2 separate regions of the Mus musculus genome follow, and region 2 is linked to region 1. A link is a contact called in public HiChIP or PLAC-seq data. All regions are on one chromosome and are shown on one strand. The core of a region is the stretch at or near the end of the contact, and the rest is flanking DNA. Distances in the headings are between cores, read along the strand shown.

Region 1 (3,363 bases), core at 452-2,951:
TGGGGGGAGGGAGAGGAGTAGAGACATACAGTATTTTTAAAGAAAACTATTTTTTAGGATTTTTTCTGGAGTTTGGGGTTTTAGTTTTTGTTTTCCATAAAAATAAACAAAAAAAACAAACAAAAACATTTTTTCTTTATATTCTGGCAATTGCATGTGTGTGACTACCCACCATAGATTCTCCCAGCGCTAACAATTGTAGTCCCATGCCAAAAGGAGCCTCAAGCAGAGACTCGGAACACGCCCTAAACACTTAGGCAGAAACCTTATCACACAGTGATTGGCAACCCTGGTGCTGGCATAAACCATGCGGGGTTTGGTGGCAGTGCAAGCCATGGGCCACAGGTGACCAGTGAACCCACAGAGATGGCAAAAGGGCATCTGTTGCATATTTTTGCTCAAGTTTTAAGGAAAGTTGAAATACCAGCTAAACTTATAGTTGATTACCTAGAAGACTACAATTCCCAGAAAGCTCTGAAAAGTTTTTAATCCAAAGAGGACTACAGTTCCCATAAGATGCCGAATTGGCCTTGGGCCCAGTAACATAAGTACCTGTCTGTCCAATATTGTGTGAGCAACCATACAGGCATTTTCAAGCTTTGGCTAGGACTTAATGCCTGGAGGGGGATGGTGCCCTCGATAGTGTTCAGGGTTGTATACTTGCTGTGTCTACCATCATACTTAAGCTGTCTGCTGGACCATGACCCCCCCCCTCCATGGAGAAGTATTTGGGCAGAAATAGTTACTGTCAATAGATTGAGGTCTCCGCTGCATTCAGTTGACATATCTAGTGCAACCGAAGACACTTCCCCCAGATTTCCAAAAGCACACTGACCCAGAAGTAAAGGTGTCTTCCGTGAGTCTCTGTCGCCCCTTCTTGTGCACTAAAGTTCAAAACTGATATAGTCCCAGCCTTCTATCTGGCGGCTCAGAACGGGAAAGGCACACGCGGCAGCTGCAAAGGCTCAGGCTACACGTGTTCCCAAAACCGGGCGGGGACAGGGAAGCCACAGCCCAGTCGAGCCTCACCCTTGCTCCCGGCGGAGCCCAGGCTAGGAGCGAACGCCCTCTCCCCTACAGGCCCCAGTTCTGGACCTCCAGGGCCATTCTGGGGGGCAAAAATGGCCAAGAGGCCCGCAGCGGCTCCTTTAAGGCGTCTTCTCGCCCTCCCTCCTTGTCCACGTGACCCGGGGCGGCCGCGCGCCGGCTCGGCCCCCCGCGCAAGCGGCGATGGCGGCGGCGGCGGGAGCTGCTGCGGCGGCGGCCGCCGAGGTGCGGAAGGGGAGGGGGAGAGGCGGGTGCATGCCCGCGCGCGCGCCCGGGGGAAGCGCGCGCTCGTGCAATGCTCCGGGGGTGCAACGGGGCCGGGGGGCCCGAGCCGAACTTACAGCAAACCAGGGGGCCAACACCGGGGGCGGATGAGGGGACCAGGGGGTGGGAGGTGGGGGGAGTGGGCGCCGAGTCGCACGTGCCGCCGCCCGCTGCCCCTGCGTGGGCGGTGGGCACCGCGACCCCGGGAGCCCGCGCGAGGGGCGCGAGGGGCCGTCCGCCGGGCTGGGGCGCAGCGGGCGTTGCAGGGGTTGGTGGCCGGGGTCCCCGCGGCCTGGGGGACAAAGGGGGAGCGGCGCGTGCAGCCGGGAGGAGGGGGCGGGGCCGGGGCGCGGAGGCCCCGCCCCCTCCCCCTCCTCTGCTCCCGGCCCCAGAGATGCGGGGTCTGCCGAGAGGGAGGGGGCTGATGCGGGCCCGGGGGCGGGGGCGTGCGGCCCCCACGGGCGGCCGCGGCCGCGGTCGGGGGGGCGCCCACCGAGGGCGAGGTAGGCCCCGAAGCCTGCTCTCGCTGCCCAGGGCCCAGGCGTCTTGGGCCCCCCAGCTGCCTGCCGGGCTGACCGGCCCCCCGGTTCCTTGTCTCCCCTCCCAGGGGGAGGCCCCCGCTGAGATGGGGGCGCTGCTGCTGGAGAAGGAGCCCCGAGGAGCCGCCGAGAGAGGTGAGTGCAGCAGGAGCAGGCCCGACCGGACCTCCACCCTCCCCACCCCCAACACGGGATCCCGGGAGCTTTCAGCCCTGAACTTTTTCTTTTCCCCTCCCGACAGTTCATAGCTCTTTGGGGGACACCCCTCAGAGTGAGGAGACCCTTCCCAAGGCCAACCCCGACTCCTTGGAGCCTGCCGGCCCCTCCTCTCCGGCCTCTGTCACTGTCACCGTCGGCGATGAGGGGGCTGACACCCCTGTCGGGGCCGCATCACTCATCGGGGACGAACCCGAGAGCCTGGAGGGAGATGGGGGTCGCATCGTGCTGGGTGAGAGACTGGGGAGTGAGGGAGACGGGGCGCAGAGGGGCTTTCTGCATGCCTGCTCACCCTGCACCCCCTTTCTGCCTGCCTCTTTTCTAGGCCATGCCACAAAGTCGTTCCCCTCTTCCCCCAGCAAGGGGGGTGCCTGTCCCAGTCGGGCCAAAATGTCAATGACAGGGGCAGGAAAGTCGCCCCCCTCGGTCCAGAGTTTGGCCATGAGGCTGTTGAGCATGCCCGGGGCCCAGGGAGCTGCAACTGCTGGGCCTGAACCCTCTCCGGCAACAACTGCCGCCCAGGAGGGGCAGCCCAAAGTGCACCGAGCCCGGAAAACCATGTCCAAACCTAGCAACGGACAGGTGAGAGTGTGGAAGTTGGGGTGGAGAGACTTGGGGAGTCTCTGGGTCGGATTTTTTGTTTTGTTTTGTTTTTGTTGGTGGTTTGTTCTTTTGGGTTTTTTTTTTTTTTTTTTTCCTTCTTCCGGGATTTAGCCTTAGACCTCTTGTATTCAGATTTTTTTTTTCGAATTTACCAATAGGCTACCAAGTGTCAGCTGTTGGGCTGGGCCTCTGTGAGCAGAGTAATTGTCGGCTTCCTGGAGTTTGTGTTCTTTGGGGAGGGGTGGTCAGCAGAGGAGACTGACAGATGTAGAATTAATTATATAGTTATTGTCCTAATTACACAAATGACTGGGCAGGATCAGCCTTCCCAAGTTTGTGTTTTTTTTGTTTTGTTTTTTGCCTCTGAACAAATGCTTAGGGAGGTTGGTTTGTTCGTTTGTTTGTTTGTTTGTTTGTTTGTTTTTCAAATCCCTACTTTGAGACCAGTCTCAAACCAGATAAAGTTTTTACTGGGAACTCTTCCCTGGGAAGGCCACATAATGACAGAATGTGGGCGGAGGCGTGTGTGTGTGTGTGTGTGTGTGTGTGTGTGACAAGAACCTGGAAATCAAAATTATGTCAAGGTTTTAAGGGCTCTTGATTCAGCTTAAGTATGGCTTGTGTAGCCTTCCTCTGGGTCTTGTTTCGTTTATTTTGTTGTTTGTTTTGAGCTTTATTTTGTTTTGAGAGAGTA
Region 2 (3,373 bases), core at 734-3,233, 1.4 Mb after region 1:
AGGCTCACCCCCTTTCCTACTCTTGGCTCTCTACTGTCCCATCTCTTGGAGGCTCCTTTATCTTTCCTTACCACTGCTCACCTGCCTGATTTTCCAGCTGGGCTTCAGGCCGGTCACCCCAGAGCAGATGCTTAGGGTCGTTGAGGAATCTCTGGCTCCGCTGGCATGTCAGACAGGTCTGTACTGTCCAGCGCTGTCCCTTTCGGCCTGGGGCATAAACGGGAAAGAAGGAAGTGCCTAGGCTTCTGACATAAAGGTTTTGCTCTTTTTTTTTTTGTATGTCTGCAGTCTTCCTTCCACCATCAATAGAAAATCCATCCCATCTGCACTTGGTTTGTAGATCTGATGTGTGTGGGAGGCCTGCATACATATCAATCCCTTGGAACTCTAAAGTGAAGTTCAAACTCTTTAACACAGCCTAGCTTCCTGTCCAGTTTCACCTCTCTCCATCTTGCCCACCTCAAACTCCAGCCTCCTGAGCATTCCTTTTCTTATAGCACAGATTCTTTTTTAAAAATTCCTATTTTTATTTATACATTCATATTGTATATACACATATGTGTTACTGTTATATGCATGAGTACGTGTGTTTGTGTGTGTGTGTGTGTGTATGCACACAGGAACACTCATCTAGATATATATGTGGAGGACAGAAATCTAGTTTGGGTGTCTGTCTTCCTTTACCACATTCCACCATGTCTTTTTGGAACAGGGTCTCTCACTGAACCTGGGACTAGATGTTTTCAGCTAGACTGCCTGGCCAGAGAGTGCTCTGGAGGATCTGTACGTCTTCACCTGCTCCCCAAGGCTGGCTGGGCTTACAACCTGCTTGTACACAGGTGTTGGAGATCTGAAGTCAGGCCCTCACACTTAAGCTTATCGGGCACAGTAACCACGGAACCATCTCCCAAGCCCCTACAAAGCACACATTCTCTCGTGTGGGAATCCCAGCGTCTAGAGTGTTTGACTCTTGTTTATCATGTTATACCTACCTCCCTGCCACTGGTAGGACTCAGCACTCTACCCCTACCAACTGAAGCATTTAAAATTACGACTCCAGTAGCTGGGTGTGTTGTCTCATGCTTGTAATCCTAGCTAGGGATGTGGGGGCAGGAGACTGCAGGGAATTGGAGGCCAGTCTGGGCTACTGTGACACTTGTGCCAAAAAACAAAACAAAACAAAATCAAAACCAAAAGCAAAGAGACAGTATGTGTTTTTGTGTGAGACAGGGTTTCTTTATGCAGACCTGGCCAGTCCGGATTATGTAGATCAGGATAGGCTTAAACTCATGAAATCCACCTGCTTCTACCTCCCAAGTGCTGGGATAAAAGGCGTGAACCTCCACAACCCACTCAGCTAGTAAGTAGTGCTTAATGCACCCTAGGAATGAAATAATAACGAAATCGCTTTGTTTTTTTTGTTTTTGTTTTTTTTTTAAACTAAGGAGTGTCATGTAGTCCAAGATAGTTTTAGGGACTAAGTCAGCTGCAGAAAGTCTCCATCTCTAGGTGGAGCTGCTGAGCCCTGCCCTGTCCTCTAGTGTCCCCACCTCACAAATGTCTCTGGGGCAGCACTCACGTCTCTGGCGCTGCGTGCAGGTGAGGCCCGGAATGAGGAGAGAGGAGCAGCTGCGACAGAGCGTCCTCTTCACAGAGGGGTCCCTGGGTGAGGAAGAGAGGAGGTCGCTGTCTGCCTGCCTGCCAGCCCGCGCCCCGGGTCCTGCCCGCCACCCTGTGCCTTACTGCCGGAGGACCAGCCGCTTCGCGATGGTTTTCTCTGTGTGGCAGTAAAACCTAGCCAGCGCCTGGTTCTCGGGGTTCTGAGAGAGGACGCAGTGTGCAGCCTGGGAACAAGGACGGCCATCCAGGTTACTCTGCGGCCGCAACACCGGGCTGCCACCCACCCCGAGCGCGTCTCACCTGGTACAGGAAGCTGAGTCTCTGGAAGGCTTCCCGGTCCTTCACTGGGCCCGCCATGAGTGTCTGCCCCTCCTTGCGGATGTCCCGCCCCAGACGTGCGCAGTGCGCAACGTCTGCTGGGAACTGTAGTGCGGGAGGGGGGGGGGCCCTCAGCCCCGCACCAGCTTCTGTCAGAAACCAGAGGACCCCACAGGTCTTCTGTGTGCAGGCAGCCCTAGTTTGGTATCCCTCACGTATTAGGTAGACGTGGAACAGGTAAAGGATCTTAAAGTACATAAACATAACAGGACCGAAGTCCTGTCTTTTATGGTTGGAAAGAGGGTTGTTTGCGGTGGACATTGGGTTAGATTTTGTCTTACTCTTCTGAAGCCGAGGGTAGATGCTTGGGACTTCTATGAACGGATGTAACATAACAAAACAGTCAATGCCCAGAATAACTGGTGTTATATTCTGGCTATCTCACCACTGGAGAGGTTGAGGTAGGACTACCATAAATTACAGGATATGAATTATGGGCTACATTGCCAGACCCTGTCTCAAAAATAAAAAGCATTAGTGCCCATGGACCTGAAAGTGTGAAAGATCAGATCACAAGGGAGGAAATAAGTTAACAGGACAAAACATCCCTAAGCAAAGAGCTTCTTGCCTTTCTCCCACTTCTTATTAAAGGCACTTGCTGTTCCAAGGGCTAGTAGCTACATGAACAGCACAAATAACCAGACAACAGCATGGCCGGTCTCCTCGGCTATTTATTAGTATCTACTTCACCCTCCTTCCTCTGACCTTTTCTCATTTATTCAACCTGGCTTGGTGTTTACTTCTGATTCCCAGTTACTGGCTAAGGTCAGAAGCAGAGGGATCCAGGCCCCTGCAGGATCTGTGGGGAACCAGACTGCTGGCTCAGAGTTAGGCAATTCGTTGAAACTTACCCTGGGTGTTTTGTATGGGCCTTCAGAGACAAATGAGGGGAGTGTATTAAAATGTGGATTCCTAAGCTTACCCAAACCTCCATTAAGGACAGAAGGTGAGACTCAAGAACATACAGTTTCCACACCCATCCACTGACAAATTACCACGCAACTCAAGAGATCACATTAGTGGATCCTTTGTTCCATATTTTCACCAACCAATTATCTTGCCACAAAGAACCACAGTCAAGGCACAAAGGTAAGAGTAGAGTGGACAAAGTCCTGTTGAGGTGGTAGGAGGAACTGAATGCCCTCACTGCAGTTTCTTGTCTCAGTCTTGTGTGAAGATTACCCAGGCAGCAGATAATCCAGGTTGTTTGGTTTGGCATGCATCTGGTACCTTTTGTGACAAAATATGTACCCTATGGGTTGTTTATTTTGGCCTAAAATTAAAATAATTTACATTCTCTGAAAAGGGGAATGTCAAAGGGTGAAGGATAGAAATAGAAGCTTAGCTGTCTTCTGGCCCTTTGCTACACAAACCA

What was found. HiChIP or PLAC-seq counts read pairs in DNA pulled down with a chosen protein or histone mark.
Region 2: an HNF4G HiChIP or PLAC-seq map of pancreatic cancer cells shows a contact between it and region 1. The contact joins the promoter of Rpp21 here to the promoter of Ehmt2 in region 1. A contact is called at or near these places in 1 of 39 promoter capture datasets (erythroid cells) and 1 of 115 datasets of contacts at active chromatin or transcription factors (pancreatic cancer cells).

The regions. Positions count from the first base shown.
Region 1 is chr17:34,897,269-34,900,631 of GRCm38.p6, forward strand. It overlaps Ehmt2 (euchromatic histone lysine N-methyltransferase 2), which reads left to right and starts at 1,702. Exons shown (of 27, transcript NM_145830.3): 1 at 1,702-1,985; 2 at 2,092-2,298; 3 at 2,392-2,648. The coding sequence starts at 1,706.
Region 2 is chr17:36,255,863-36,259,235 of GRCm38.p6, forward strand. It overlaps Rpp21 (ribonuclease P 21 subunit), which reads right to left and starts at 1,984. Exons shown (of 5, transcript NM_026308.2): 1 at 1,921-1,984; 2 at 1,744-1,844; 3 at 1,580-1,662; 4 at 82-207. The coding sequence starts at 1,977. Trim39 (tripartite motif-containing 39) reads right to left here. Exons shown (of 7, transcript NM_178281.1): 7 at 3,011-3,373.